Linked DNA regions of Sus scrofa: region 2 is linked to region 1. A link is a contact called in public promoter capture Hi-C data. All regions are on one chromosome and are shown on one strand. The core of a region is the stretch at or near the end of the contact, and the rest is flanking DNA. Distances in the headings are between cores, read along the strand shown.

Region 1 (6,709 bases), core at 1,412-3,911:
CAGGATAAGCAGATGGAACAGTTTTTGAGGACAAGGACGTTTCAGAATTTGGGAGAGAAGAGCAGAGTACCAGGGAGACGACGGAGGGGCAGCAAGATGCGGGAGGAGGACTGGGGGCTCTGGTACAAGGACAAGGGAAGGAGGGATGCAGCGAGCAAAGGGCCAGGGGAGAGCCAGGCGGGTAGGACCCAAGAGCATCCTTTATGTTTGCTCTCAAGGTGTCCGCTGGTGACCTTGGTAAGAAGAGGGATGAAGGAGGGGGGCAGAGTGGACTAAGGCTCGGTGGGCGAGCAGAGGGCACACCTTGGGAACACAGGTCTGAGTTCTGATGGGGCTTTCATGCCGGTGGCAAGACGGCAATATTAAACACGTAAGAGGAATTATGAGGAGTGCCAGAAAGAGGGACGGGGGCTCTGGGTGTAGGTGTTGGGGAAGGGACCCAGTGTTCGTTTTTGTCGTTTCATAACAAATAACCACAAATGTAGCAGCTGAAGGTCACACACATTCTTCATTCAGTTTCTGGGACTGGCGGTTCAGCCCATCTAGCTGGATCCCCTGTTTAGGGCTCACCCCCTTCACTCAGCGTTCTGGCCGGGCTGTGTCCTCACTTGGAGGCTCGACTAGCGAAGAGTCCGTGGTGAGCTCTTTCAGGCTCATGCTGCCTGAACCAGGGCCCAGCCCTTTGCTAGCTGCTGCCCGGAGGCTGTCCCTCAGGTTCCTGTGACCCTCCACTGGTGACTTCTCCAAAGCCTGGAAGCAGAACCTCTCTCTATGGTCTATGATGAGTTCCTATGTAATGTCATGTGACCGGGGGTGGCTGGGGGTGGCAGGCCATCATGGCTACTCCTGATATTGGCCAGAGGCTATCCTAGGTTCTGCCTGCCCCCAAGGCGGGGGCACTGTACAGGGGTGTGACTCCCTGGGGGTCACCTTAGGGAGTGTCTGCCAGTTACACTTTGTGCTAGTGTAGCCACAAAGCCTTCCTGGGGAAAAGGACATTAAGATTGAGACTTGAAGGGTCAGGGGTTGATGGGCCAAGAACAGGGGGCAAGTGTGTCAGGCAGGGGACAGCCGTCCTTTGCAGGAACTGCTTCCCTCCCTGAGATTTTGTGTTTCTGGTCTCCAAGTATATCTGCAAACAGAGGGGCCTGGCTGAAGAGGCATGGGGAAGCTTCTTATGTCCACGGAGGAATCTGGCAACTCAGACTGGAAACTGGGCTGTCAGTGGTGTGCCTGTGTGTGTGTGTGTGTTTGTGTGCTGTGTGTGTTGGGAGGCACGGAGGGGCTCTGCCCCGGTCGCTGTCAGCCTTAGCCACGCATCCATGCGCCAGGCCCTCTTCCGCACCAGAAATGAGAGGGTCGCATCCCTGCCTCGTCTGAGAGGGTCACACTTCACCGGGTGGCGGGAAAACCAAGCAGACTGAAAACTCCAGCAGGAGCTGTACCGAGGTGGGAACGCAGAGAAGGCCGGCCTGCGGTAGGGCCACAGGGCCAGGCGGAGGTCCTGGGGTCGGATGGGTCCTGGGGCGCTTGAGGGACGCAAAGACCTTGTGGGATTTCAGCTTTCATCCAGAGCACCTGTTCGGATGGACAGGCCATTGACTGAAGGAGGTGGAGGAGCAGGTGGGGGCATGGAAGAAAGCGCTTTGAGTTGGTGGTAAAACATTACAGACGCCTCCTGGGTGTCCAGCTAGGGACTTGGGAGGTCAGGGCTGGAGACTGGGGGCAGGCAGTCACTGCAGTAGGTGGATGGTTTAAAGCCTGGGTAAGCCTGAGATTTCCAGATAAGAGGGTCCATGCCCTAGCCAAGAGCCGCCCTAAAACCCCAGCACGGAGAGGCGGGGTAGAGAAGGGGCTGGATCCGGAGACTCCTGGGGGAGCCGCCAGTAGAGTGTGGTCCGGAGAGGCTTAAAGATCAAACACGGTGAGGTCAGAGGATTTATGGATCACTGGCATTTGGGTACATGTGGGTGACAGGGGGGGAGAGGAGAGCGTTCAGGTGGGGAACAGCACAGCCGCAAAAGCTTTGAGGTAGGAAAAGAAACAGCGCTGCCCGGTGCTCCTTTATCGCGGGTTTAGGTGACTGAGACATCTGGTCCTGCCTGACAGCTCCTTCAAGGAGGGCTGTTTACGTCTACTCTGCTCCCACCGCCCACCTTACAGGCTGCGAGAATATTTGAACGAATAAAAATGAACCAGTGAACGGGACTGTGTGACTAGTGTCGGGGGTGCAGGTGGTCTCGCTGCTTGGGCCTCAGTTTCTCTTTCTGCAAAGCGGGCCAATCCGATCAATTTGAGTTCCCGGTTTGAACACGTCCTGCTGGGCGAATTCCAAGCGGTCACTGAGCCCGGCCTTCCCGGGTCGGACCTGGTTGGGCCGCGGAGCCAGCTCCTCTCCGCTCCGCCCCCGGCGGGACCCCGCGGCCCCGCCCCGGCGCGGCCCCGCCCCACCTCCCTTTGTTTCTCCAGGCCCCGCCCCCTCCGCGCGGCGCCCTCCCCATTGGCCGGGGGGCGGGCCCCGAGCGCCGGGCGCCGCCGGGGGCGGGGCGGAGCTGCGCGGGCGGGGTGAGTGCGCCTGCGCCGTCCCCGAGCCCAGCCGCAGACTCTGCCGGCCGCTGCTCCGCGCGGAGCGGGAGCCGGATCCCGAGCCAGAGCGGGTGACGGGCTGCGGCGGCTGCGAGGCGGCCCCGCCCCGGGGCTCCATTGTTGCGGTGGCCCCGGCTCTGCCGGCTGCTCCGCTCTGCCTGGCTTGGCCAGGGCGCCTCCGGCAAGGAGCGAGCGCTGCCGAGGCGGCGGCCTGAGGTGAGGCGGCGGGCTTCGGGGCCAGGCCGAGCGGGGGTGCCCGGGCGGACAGGGTTCTGGGTCCGGGAGGAGGGTCCGAGGGCCAGGCGGAGGTCCTGGGGCCGGACTGGGTCCCAGGCGGCCGGGGTCCCGGAGCCAGGCCGAGGTTCAGGGCGGGACAGGGCTAGCGGGTCGGGCGAGGGTCCCAGGGCCCGGCGGGGACTCAGGCGGCGGGGTTCCAGGCCGGGCGGGGGTCCCCGTCGGGTGTGACAGGTTGAGCTGGACGCCACGGGGTCGCTGCCCGAGGTGGTGGCCGCCGCCCTGAGCGCCAGCGGGACGGGGACGCGGACGCGGACGCGGACTGACCGGGCCGTCGAGCGTCCCGGCGCTTGGGTATTGTCTCGGCCTCGGAGTGGCACCGAGGGGGCTCCGCGCCTGCTGCGACTCTGCGTGGCTCCGCGGGTGAACCCCTGCACGGGGTCCTGGTCACCCTGAGGATGGGGCCGCTGTCTCAATGTCCACTCCCTCCGTGTGTCACCGAAGGAAGCTCTGCGTGGGCCCTTGCGCGTGGGGATCCCGGCTGCCTGAGAGTGGGAGACTCTGTCTCTGGTCGCCCTTCGTTTCCCCGGCGGGGTGACTGGTTCGCTGTTTCAGTGCGTGGACCCTCAGTCATAGGGACCCTGGTTACCCTGAGAGCAGGGCTCTATTTTGCCACCCACGCCCATGACCGGTTTACTGAATGTTTGAGCGTGACCCAGGGTGGCTCCTCGTGCACGTGCACCTGCGGTGTCCTGGCCACCTTGTGAGTTGGGGGGCTCTGCCCCATCCCCTCCCCCTGTGGCTTGTCGGGGTGTGATCATTCCCAGAGGCAGGCTCCCCCCTTTCCCTCATCAGAGTGTGTGGGCGCGGGCGTGTGTGTTGTGGGTTCCATGTGTGGAGGGGTGTCCTTGTGTAGGTCGTGGCAAGCGTCTGAGCGTGGCAGGCTGTGCGTGGGGGTGCAGTGGGCCTGTGTAGGACTGGGGTCCATTCTTTTATTTAATCTCTCATTTGCTGTTTTATGAAGAAGCAGCCACACTTCCCCAAGAACTCACCCCAGCCGGGTCCCAGAGGAGCATGGGGCTGTCACCGTGCCTGGGGACCAGGGATCAGGCCGCCGCATTTCCTGCTCTGGTGAGGCCGGCCCCCAGGAGCTGGCTCTGATTGGAGGGCGTCTGGTCCCTCTGCTCAGAGCTTCTTGATTTCCGTTAGGATTGGGGGCGGGGGCGGGGGGGGGGTAGTCTGGAAAGCCAGATTTAACTTTGCAGCTCTCAGCGCCTGGAGAGTGGAAGAAACTTTCCCAAGAATTTGGCGGGCTGGAAAGTGTGTTTGAAGGAGGGGAATCCACACCCAGGGAATGAGGCCAAGGCAGTTACAGTTAGAGGTCAGATTTATGGAGAGGGTAGCGCCGGTGAGGTTGTGGGTCTGAAAACTTGGATTTCAGCCTGACGGCAAGATCTGATACTACCCTGCAGGTTCCGTATCGCTCAGCCACTTACCTAAAGTGGCGTCATTCATTTACCCTTTCGTCAAACTTGTAAAAGCACCTGTTATGTTCCACCGATGGTCCTTCTCCCTGGGGATGCAAAGTCTAAGAAGTCAGTCTTTCCCTCTTAAGAATGAGTGTTTGGTCCAAGACGGAGAACTCAGCTCTAGGCCCAAGTGGCTGTAATGTCCAGATTGCAGTTCTTTGTGAACAAGATGGGGTATGAATAACAGGAATGCAAGATGACAACGTGGTAATGACGGCGGCTGTCACCGTTGTAAAGGCCAAGTGGCCCTTCGCCCTGCCTGCTCTGCCCTCCCCCAGCTCCGGTCCTTTCAGCTTCGTCCCTCAGACCATCTCAGTTTAGGTGGCACTTCTTCTCCAAAGCCTTCCCTGAAGTCATCACGCCCTGCTCTCTGAGCGCTGCGGTCGTCAAGGACAGATTGGTCCCCTGGAGTACAGCTTTTGCCAGATGCTCTGCTAGAGGTGGGCAGGGCTTCTGAGGGAGAGGAAGAGTTATGTGTACACGAGAGGCCCCTTTTCTGTACTGCGGACCCAAGTCTTTCCTGGCCTTCAACTCTCCTAAGGGTTTGGAGATTAATAGGTGCTCCTACTTCCTGGTGTTTGTTGCCCAGTGCAGCATCCTTGATTAGAATTTATTTGCTCTGATTCTGGCTCTGGAAAGAGGTTGCTCCGTGTTCCTGCAAAGCCGTTGGGGCTTCAGCGTCCTCACCTTTGAGGGTTTTGAACAAGGTAAGCACCTTGTCAGGTCTAAACCTTTCGTTCTTTCAACCAAATACAGCAGAGGAAAGCTCTCTTGGTGGCAGTGGTATAGGTAATGGACGTCTCCGAAAATGTAAATTCTAAAGGGTCCTTCTTTAGTTCTTTCCAAAAAGTGTAATTGCATGGGTATTTACTTTGTATCAAAGGACCACTGTGGATGGATGCTTCAGCAACTTTTTGATACTGTCTCGCAAAGCCTTATTACATTTTACTTGCAACATCTGTCCTCTGTCAAGTGGGTGTGATGTTTTCCTTAATGGGGGTGCTGGGTGCAGAACTCTTGGCAGGAGCATTTTGCCGGCCTTTTGAGTGTCACATGAAGTCCGCCAACTGCAGGCATTTGTGTGGCCAGTCTCTAACGGAGATGTTAATTTGGAGAGTCTGAAATAAGAGAATTTGGGGAGAACCTTGAGTAGGCGTACGTGGCTTTGTGTAATCCTTTAAAGCATAGTTGAATCTTATTACTTGCAAAACATTGCATCATAGGTTAAATGACCTATAAGGAAGCTCCAATTCTAAGGAATGTGGTCATTAATCCTTAAAAATATTAATCTCCCTTCTGATTTATCTGTTTGGCGAGATGGGAATTTGGTGTGCTTGATTTTTTTTTTGAAGCCACATGTCTGTTTATAGAAAGGATACACAGGGTTTTTGGGTTTTTTGTTTGTTTGTTTGTTTTTGTGTGTTTTTTTTTGTTTGTTTGTTTGTTTCTTGCTCTTCTTATTGGGATGATTACAGGGATTCAAAGTAGGTGATGGCTGTTTGGTCCAGGAGTGATTGATGCCGCTGAGTTACCATTTTCATGTTAACTAGGGTTTTTGTCTTTATTTTGATTTGCAGTCTTCAATTAATTTAAAAGAGTACTTTGTCACACACTCCACGTGGTTTGTTTTGTTAGGGATCTCATTTGAGGGGAGGGGACTTCAGAAATGCAGATGGATTTTCTTTGTGGTTTCCTTAGATTGTCTTAGCGTTTTCACTGAAAATTAATACCGGTTCTGCAAGCAGGCCTAATTTTTCTATGGAGCAAATGAAAAGGGGCTTTCATAGCAGAGATGCCTGAGGATGGAGAAGGTGGCATTTGAGCTCCACTTTCCAATATTGTCCTTCTTGTTCTTTGCTGAGGAGGGCAGCTCCCCAGCTTTTCCCTGGGGGCCTGAACAAAGAGCTTCTTTCACCCCACCTCGAAGCACTGGTGCTGCTTCCTCCTTTTCCCAGTTTATGCTATTCTGTGCATCATCTCGTTTGAGCATTATTTGCCTGGAACTAGAGGTTCGGAGATAATGTTTTCTCTTAGATTATAAATCTAAGTCTTTGCTCTTAACCCCTCCACCTCCCGCCAACCTCTTCCACATCAAAAATCTACCAAATGGTTTTTTTCTTCTTTCTTCTCCATTAAAAAAAAATCTTATCATACTCATGTCTATTAGTGCAGGCTACATCAAAACTGCTTTGGATGCGGACAGGATGTAATATGAATAACATATTAAAGATAACTTACTCCGGTTCTGTTGCACAGGAAACTTGGATTGGAAATTTGGCTCCAGGAATGTTTTGGCAAGTTCAAGTGCTTCTCTGAACGTCAGTTCCCTCCTTTATAAAATGGAGTTAATTGTTGGTAAT
Region 2 (6,709 bases), core at 2,384-4,883, 93 kb after region 1:
TGGAAAGGAACACGGTGAGTGCTGCTCCTGCCCCAGATGGAGCAACTGAAACCCCAAACAGAAACCCTCCCCCTGGATCGGCAAACTCTGATGATGCGGAACGTGTGTCTGTGAATCCGGTTGTGCAGACGGCGTCCTGCTGTGTTACGGTGACTGACGTCCAGAGGAAGCTCCGGTTAATCCGAGGCTTCCCGGGCCCTGTTTCAGTCCTCCCAGACCTCGGCCCGCCTTTTCGCGGACCGGCTTGATGATGTGTCCTGCATACATTTTAAGCTGTGACTCACTGCCGGCGCCTTCCTCCGCTGGTTCAAGGCTGAGACACGTTTGCAGCGGGGGTGGGGTGCTGCTGCTGCCATCTCGCTGGGAGAGGCACTGTTTTTCAAGGAAAAGCACTTTGGGTGAGGCTGGAAACCCATGTGCCCATCCCGGCGCTGCCTTGGCCTAAGAACTCGATCTTGAGCGAGTCTTTCCTCTTTGAGAAGTCTCAGTTTCCCCCGTCTTTAAAACCAGGAGGCCAGGCTCACAGACGGCTGATCTTTTCAAAAAAGATTACCTGGATGTGTCTTTATTTCACCTTCATTTAATAATTTTTTTAAAAAATTGTGGCGAAATACATGGGTAACATACACATACTGTCTAACCAGGGTTTTTTTTTGTCTATTCAGGGCCGCTCCCACGGCATATGGAGGTTCCCAGGCTAGGGTCGAATCGGTTCCCAGGCTAGGGTCGAATCGGAGCTGTAGCCACTGGCTTACACCACAGCCACAGCAAAGCAGGATCCGAGCCACATCTGCGACCTACACCACAGCTCAGGGCAACGCCAGATCCTTAACTCACTGGGTGAACCCGCGTCCTCATGGATACGAGTTGGGTTCGTTAACTAACCGCTGAGCCACGTCAACTAAAAATTACAGAACCTGAAAGTTGAGAGTTAAGTTTTACTTGGGGTGAAATTAGAATGCAAGCCCGGGGGACAGCAGCTCAGGGAGCCCCGAGAAACCGCTCCCAGGAGGCGGGGGGGGGGGCGCTAGGATGTATAGGGGTTTTGCAGTAAAGGACAGGGAACAGGAGCACCAGAGGCCAGGCTCCCGCAAGTCAGTCCTGCGATGGGCAGCGCCCTCAGGGCCGGGATCCTGAGTTTTCACAGCTCTCACCCTTGGAGGGGACCCCATTCACCCATGACGGCGACATTCTTCCTCCTTAACTACAGACGGGGCTGAAATACCACCCAAGGAGGAAAAGCGGGAACCTCAGGATATGATCAAGCTGGGGGGGGGGGTGCATGCAGCACACACACGTCTTACAAAAGTTTGTTGCTGGTCTCCTGAAGGTCACGACCCGTCTCAAGGAGCAGACATCACCATGAAGGATTTTAGTGTTTTTCTAGACATGAGGCGATGCAGGAGTTGGGCACGTAGAATCTCCTAAAAATGTCTGACTCTCCAAAGACCTGGTCTCCCAGTTTCCCCAGCACACAGAGGGCCTCGCTCCTGGCTTCCCGCTGAGCTCCGGGCGGCAGCTGCAGTGGCTCGTGTGTCACTCCATGTAGAGGCTGATGGGAAGCGCCAGGCTTCAGTTCACAGCCGCGACGGGAGCCCCGTGTCCTAACCATTTCTAAGTCCCGTTTCAGCAGCAGGAAGTGGGTCGACAGGGCTGAGCTGTCATCACTGTTTTCCTCTCTAGAACTTTCCATCCTGAAAACTCAAGCTCTGCCCTCATGAAACTAACTCACCACCCTCTCCCCTCTTCCTGGCCCCCCACCCGCCAGGCTGCCTTGTCTCTCTGTAATTTTCAGCTGCTCTAGGAGCCTCATGGAAGTGGGATCGTGTAGTATCTGTCTTTTCGGTGGCTGGCTAGTTTCACCTAGTATGAGGTCCTCACAGGTCAGCCACGTTGCAGCCTGGAACAGGATTCCCTTCCTTTTCAAGGCTGAATAATATTCCTTGGGATGGACCACAAATGGTCTCCACCTGTCCGTGCGGGGACATTGGGTTGCCTCCACCTCTGGCTATTGTGAATAGAGCTGCTAGGGACACGGGTGCACAAACGCTGAATTTTTTTAGGTCCGCTTTATAAAGGTGTACATTTCACATGGTGAGATTCACCCTCCGGGGGCATACGGTTCCTTGACCAACACAGGCATGTACCCTTCACGAGAGTCAGGATCTGGAGCGTTTCCATCACCCGAGATGCCCCCGATGGCCCCACACCTGTTTTCTGTCCTCTAAGTGGAGTCCCGTGAAACAGCCTCCTGGGTCTGCTCCTTCCCATCGGCGCCACGCGTTTGGGGGGCGTCCACGTGGTGGGCCCGAGGTCTGTTCCTTGGCGGAGCAGGATGCCAGGGTGGATGTATCCATGAATTACCCATTTCCTGGTTGTCTCCGGGTAGAGCCGTTCACAAGAGCGCTGACGGAGGCACATCCACAGTCAGGCTTTTGCAGGGATGGGTTTTCATTTTTCTTGGCCGATGCCTCAGAGTGAGACCCTGTGGTCACGTGCACGCGTGTACCTTCCCGCCAGCCTTGTGCTGTCTTTTCTGTTGTGTTCTGTTTATTTGGGCCACTCTCCTAGGTGTGCGGTGCTGTGTAATTGTGCCTTGACCGTACATCTCCCCGTGAGGACAACACGGATCCTTTTTTCATGGCTTTTTTGCTACCTCTGTGTCTGTCACCCCGGGGGCAATGTCAGTTAAAATCTTTTGCCCCTATTCTCATTGGGGTTTTTTTTGCTCTCGTGGACTTCTGAGCGTTTTTTATTTGGAATGCAAGTCCTCTCTCAGATGTGTTTTGCACCTGTCCTGTCCCAGTCTGAGGCTTGACCTCCAGTTGGCTCGGCCTTGTGTGGGCAGAGAGGAGGCGGGGTTTGAGGGGACGGGGCAGCTTTGCTGGTGCAAAATAGCAGCCTCTGTTTCCCCACCCAGCTTCTCCGCCCCCAGCCCCGGGGTGGAGCGGGCGCCTTGTGGCTCAGAAATGAAGTCGCCTTAAACCAAAGAGCCGGCCAGGCCGACTCTTGATGAATTGAGACTCTCGATGAACCCATGTCACCTGGGCTTTTGTGACAATTCCAGGGTCCCGATCTCTGCCTTCGCTCATGTGATTTTCCACCTCGGTCGTGGCCGAGGGTAATTTTAGTTCTTCCCACGGGAAGCTGCCGTGTGGAAGGTATTATCTTTGTCTTCACGGGGCACATTTTGGGGCGTGAAAGGCAGGAAAGCTATCTTTAACTTTTGCCCTGAAATAGAATAACATGCAATCTCAGGTTCCTGCCCAGACACCCGGGCTCAGCAGGCACTGCCCGGGGTCTCTCTTCTTGTGGGCTGTGTCCTCTCCCAGGGCCCGTGCATAAAAGCAGCTTCTGCAGAGTGAAACCTGTCCAGCTGTCCGTGTCCACGTGGACACGTACGTGAAGACGTCTGTGTCTGATACTCTCCCTTTTCCCTTTAACAAGAGCGGCTTTCTGGGCTTTGTCAAGGTGGCCTCGGTTCCAACGCTTTCTGCCTGGCGTGGCGCTTTGCATACGGTAGACTCTTAATAAACAGTCGCTGAAGGAAGCTAATCGCTTCAGTACCTTCTGACCTTCTTACCGTAGCTTGGTTCTGGCCGCTCACTCTTGAGCCATTTGCAGCTGAGAAACGTCAGGGGTGCGCCCTTGCTCCCAGCCATGGCCCAGCTCGGATTTCTCTGCCGCCCGCGCAGAGGAGGCCCGACCTCCTGCAGCTTTTCCTGAACGAGAGCCTCTTAGCTGAACAGTCCAGACTCTGTGACCAGAGCCACGGGGAGTGACTCTGAAAACTCCAGCTTCCTCTTTGAAGGTGTCGCGCCCTGGCCTGTGCTGAGCGAGTGCAGTGCGATTTGGGTGCCTTGGCACGTTCCCACCGATGGTGCAGCTGGCACGAGAAGAGACTCGAGGCCCTCGTGCTAATGTGTGCGGAAGCGACACTTGTCCCCAAGTAACGCTCACGCGTTCACGACTTCCGCACGGGGTAACGGGCCTATTGGCCGACCTGGCACATAAACAGCCCAGTGACTTTAGCCCCATGTCCCCAGTCCTCCCAGCAGCCTGCATACAAAAACTCCTAGACTCCCATGCCCGTAGGATAAGGGGGAATTGTCTGTGTTTGTGGCATTTACAGCTTGAAAAATGCTGCGTTCTGTGGGATCTGGCCCGGCAGCTGGCACAGAGCAGGTGCGCGATAAGTGAAACCCAGGGAAGAACGGGGCGTGGCTCACACTTGATGTGGCTGTTTCTTCAAGGAAAATCCGCCACTGAAACCTGCTTCTTGGTTGTCCTCATTCCTGACAGTTAAGAGGAAGAAAAGTTCCAAATCCGAGGCCAAAGGGACCGTGACCAAAGTCACAGGGAAGAAAATCACCAAGATCATCGGTCTGGGGAAGAAAAAGCCGTCGACCGACGAGCAGACGTCCTCGGCCGAGGAGGACGTGCCCACCTGCGGTAAGACGGGCTGCCCGCCGCGCCCCGCCCCACCCCACACGCCACAACTCTCCTGGGGGACCTCTGTGTCCCTGTCCCAGTCTCAGGGGTGAGCCTCTTTGGAACTGGGTTTGCCTTCCCTTAAACTCTGGGGATGGACTCGATTTTGACTTGGGGACGTTACAGGGCGGGTGAGATGAAAAACGAACTCTCTCGTTGATCCCAGGAGGTTCTTCCACTTTCCGCCTGAGTGGTTTTAAGCTGGTACGAATGCAGGAGAGGTTGGCTGAGAAGGAGGGGCTGTGGGTGTGGCAGGGCCTTTACGGACCCCCGGGCCAGCCTTCCCCGCCCGAGGGAGCACAGCTCCACTTTCTGGGGACACCTGTGGCTCAGACCCAGCTTCACGTCCAGTCTGGCAGCCCCACCTGCCTCTGTCTTCCTCACCCTGGGCTCCAGCAGCTGCTGCCTGGCAGGCTGGTCAGCACCGGGAGGCACCTGGACCCCGATGGTCTAGTGGCCAAGTGCCCGGAACTCCAAGTCCTGGGATGGAGACAGACCTGCAAGGGCTGATCACCAACAGGAGGAGGACAAAGGGACAATGGGGAGCCTGTAGGGCGTCCCGTAGACACCAGACGTCAGGGGCAGCATCCCTGGATAAACGAGATGCTGCCTACACAGTGTTTCCTGAGGCACCAGGTCTGCGAGACCCATGCGCTCCTTTAAGGAGAAAAACATTAGAGGCCGAAAGATGGATATTTACCCTTAAAAAAAACACGAACAGGCTGCACTTCCCTGTGTGGCACCGCTCGCACGCGGCTCTGCCTTAGTGCAAGGGCCACAGTGTCTCGACTCGAGGTCACTCTGTTTACTGCCCCCCCCCCTTCCTCGCTCAGTGAGCATCTGTCCTGTCCGAGGTGCTGGGTTATTTGGGGAGAGGCCAAAAGATGTGTCATCAGATGCTGCCCAGAAGGACCAGAGTTGGGCCACCGCCCCCCCCCCACACACACAGTCATTCAGCAGACACCCCGCCCAGGCCAGAGGCTGGAGGCTCAGGTGAGGGGCCGGGCCGTGTGGGTCCCAGCTGGGCGTGGGCGGTGCCTCCTGAAGGGAAGGCAGGTGGATCTCGGCTCCCGTCTGACTTTCCAGGTGTGATTCTAGGACCTCGCAATGGAGTTTTGGTGACAGTGACCCCTGGGCGGCAGTATGGGGTGCTTGTGGAGCAGGAGGGGGCCGGGCAGGCGGCCGAGACCCCAGGAGCCAGCTGCCTGCAGGTGGCGTGGGGAGGGGAGTGGTGACCCCGAGGAGCCCGGGGTCCCAGAGCCCAGTGTTGAGAGGCCCTGAACTTGACCCCGTCACGCGGCAGTTGGGTCCCAGGGGTGGGCTGACTGACGCGCTTTCTACAGCCCAGTGGCCCAGCCCTAAAGAGAAGGTGAAGACAGCCGCCCTGCCAACACCAAGCCCACGGGCCGGCGCTCTCGAGGCGGGCAGGGGCCTGCTGATGCCAGGGCGCTGCTCCCTCTGCCTGTCCTGGAGGAGGGAGTCAGGGCTACAGACGGAAGGGGGAGGAGTTCCCGTCGTGGCTCAGTGGTAATGAGCCCGACTAGCATCTGTGAGGACGCAGGTTCGATCCCTGGCCTCACTCAGTGGATTAAGGATCGGACATTGCCGTGAACTGTGGTGTAAGTCGCCGATGCAGCTCGAATCTGGCGTTGCTGTGGCTGTGGCGTAGGCCAGAGGCTACAGCTCCGATTCGACCCCTAGCCTGGGAACCTCCATATGCCACGGGTGCGGGCCTAAAAAGAAAGGAAAAAAAAAAAAAAAGCGGAAAGAGGGGATTAGCCAACACAAAGGGAACCACTGCTTTAGCCTTGGGTTTTTGTTCTTATAACTGCTCTAGGTCGGTGGAGGAAATAGAGGTTCTTTCATGAAAAACCAGCATTCGTGTGGAAGGCAGCCTAATGACTGTGGTCCAGACCTCTGGTCTTACTTACGGTGGGGACGCTGAGGCCAGGGAGCATGTGGCCTCGCCCTGAGTCACGTGGTCAGCTGGGGACAGGGCCAGGCATGCCGGCCAACCCCGTTGCTGTCCTGCAGCACCGGCCGTCCCCATGGTGTCACGGTCCCCAGAGCTGCCCTCCTCCCCAGCCCCTCGTGAACAGCCACCTGGGCTCCTGGCTGGAGGCCCAGGGGTTGCTCAGAGCAGTCCCGGCGTGGCTCAGCCTGTGATTGTCGTGCATGGGTTCCCACTGGACTCCGAGTGGACATCGGTCTAGTCAGA

The links. Promoter capture Hi-C pulls out the DNA fragments that hold promoters and counts their contacts.
Region 2: a promoter capture Hi-C map of skeletal muscle shows a contact between it and region 1, with 7 times the contacts expected there. The contact joins the enhancer-like site here to the promoter of AFAP1 in region 1. A contact is called at or near these places in 2 of 5 promoter capture datasets (liver and skeletal muscle), 6 of 47 Hi-C or Micro-C datasets (embryonic fibroblasts, fetal skeletal muscle, fibroblasts and 3 more) and 1 of 2 datasets of contacts at active chromatin or transcription factors (skeletal muscle).

What each region holds. Positions count from the first base shown.
Region 1 is chr8:3,067,370-3,074,078 of Sscrofa11.1, forward strand. It overlaps AFAP1 (actin filament associated protein 1), which reads left to right and starts at 2,662. Exons shown (of 17, transcript NM_001253821.1): 1 at 2,662-2,802. It overlaps LOC102159659, which reads right to left and starts at 3,506. Exons shown (of 3, transcript XM_021100806.1): 1 at 3,470-3,506; 2 at 3,007-3,291; 3 at 2,340-2,908. The coding sequence starts at 3,506. The coding sequence ends at 2,340.
Region 2 is chr8:3,159,163-3,165,871 of Sscrofa11.1, forward strand. AFAP1 (actin filament associated protein 1) reads left to right here. Exons shown (of 17, transcript NM_001253821.1): 8 at 1-14; 9 at 4,303-4,452. Among named protein-coding and RNA genes, the nearest start is that of AFAP1, 92 kb to the left of the region's middle. Within about 2 kb of position 3,634, at least 3 of the 83 cell types and tissues checked have an H3K27ac peak or open chromatin away from gene starts, as enhancers often do. A contact at or near this core is called in fetal skeletal muscle and skeletal muscle, where this site is marked.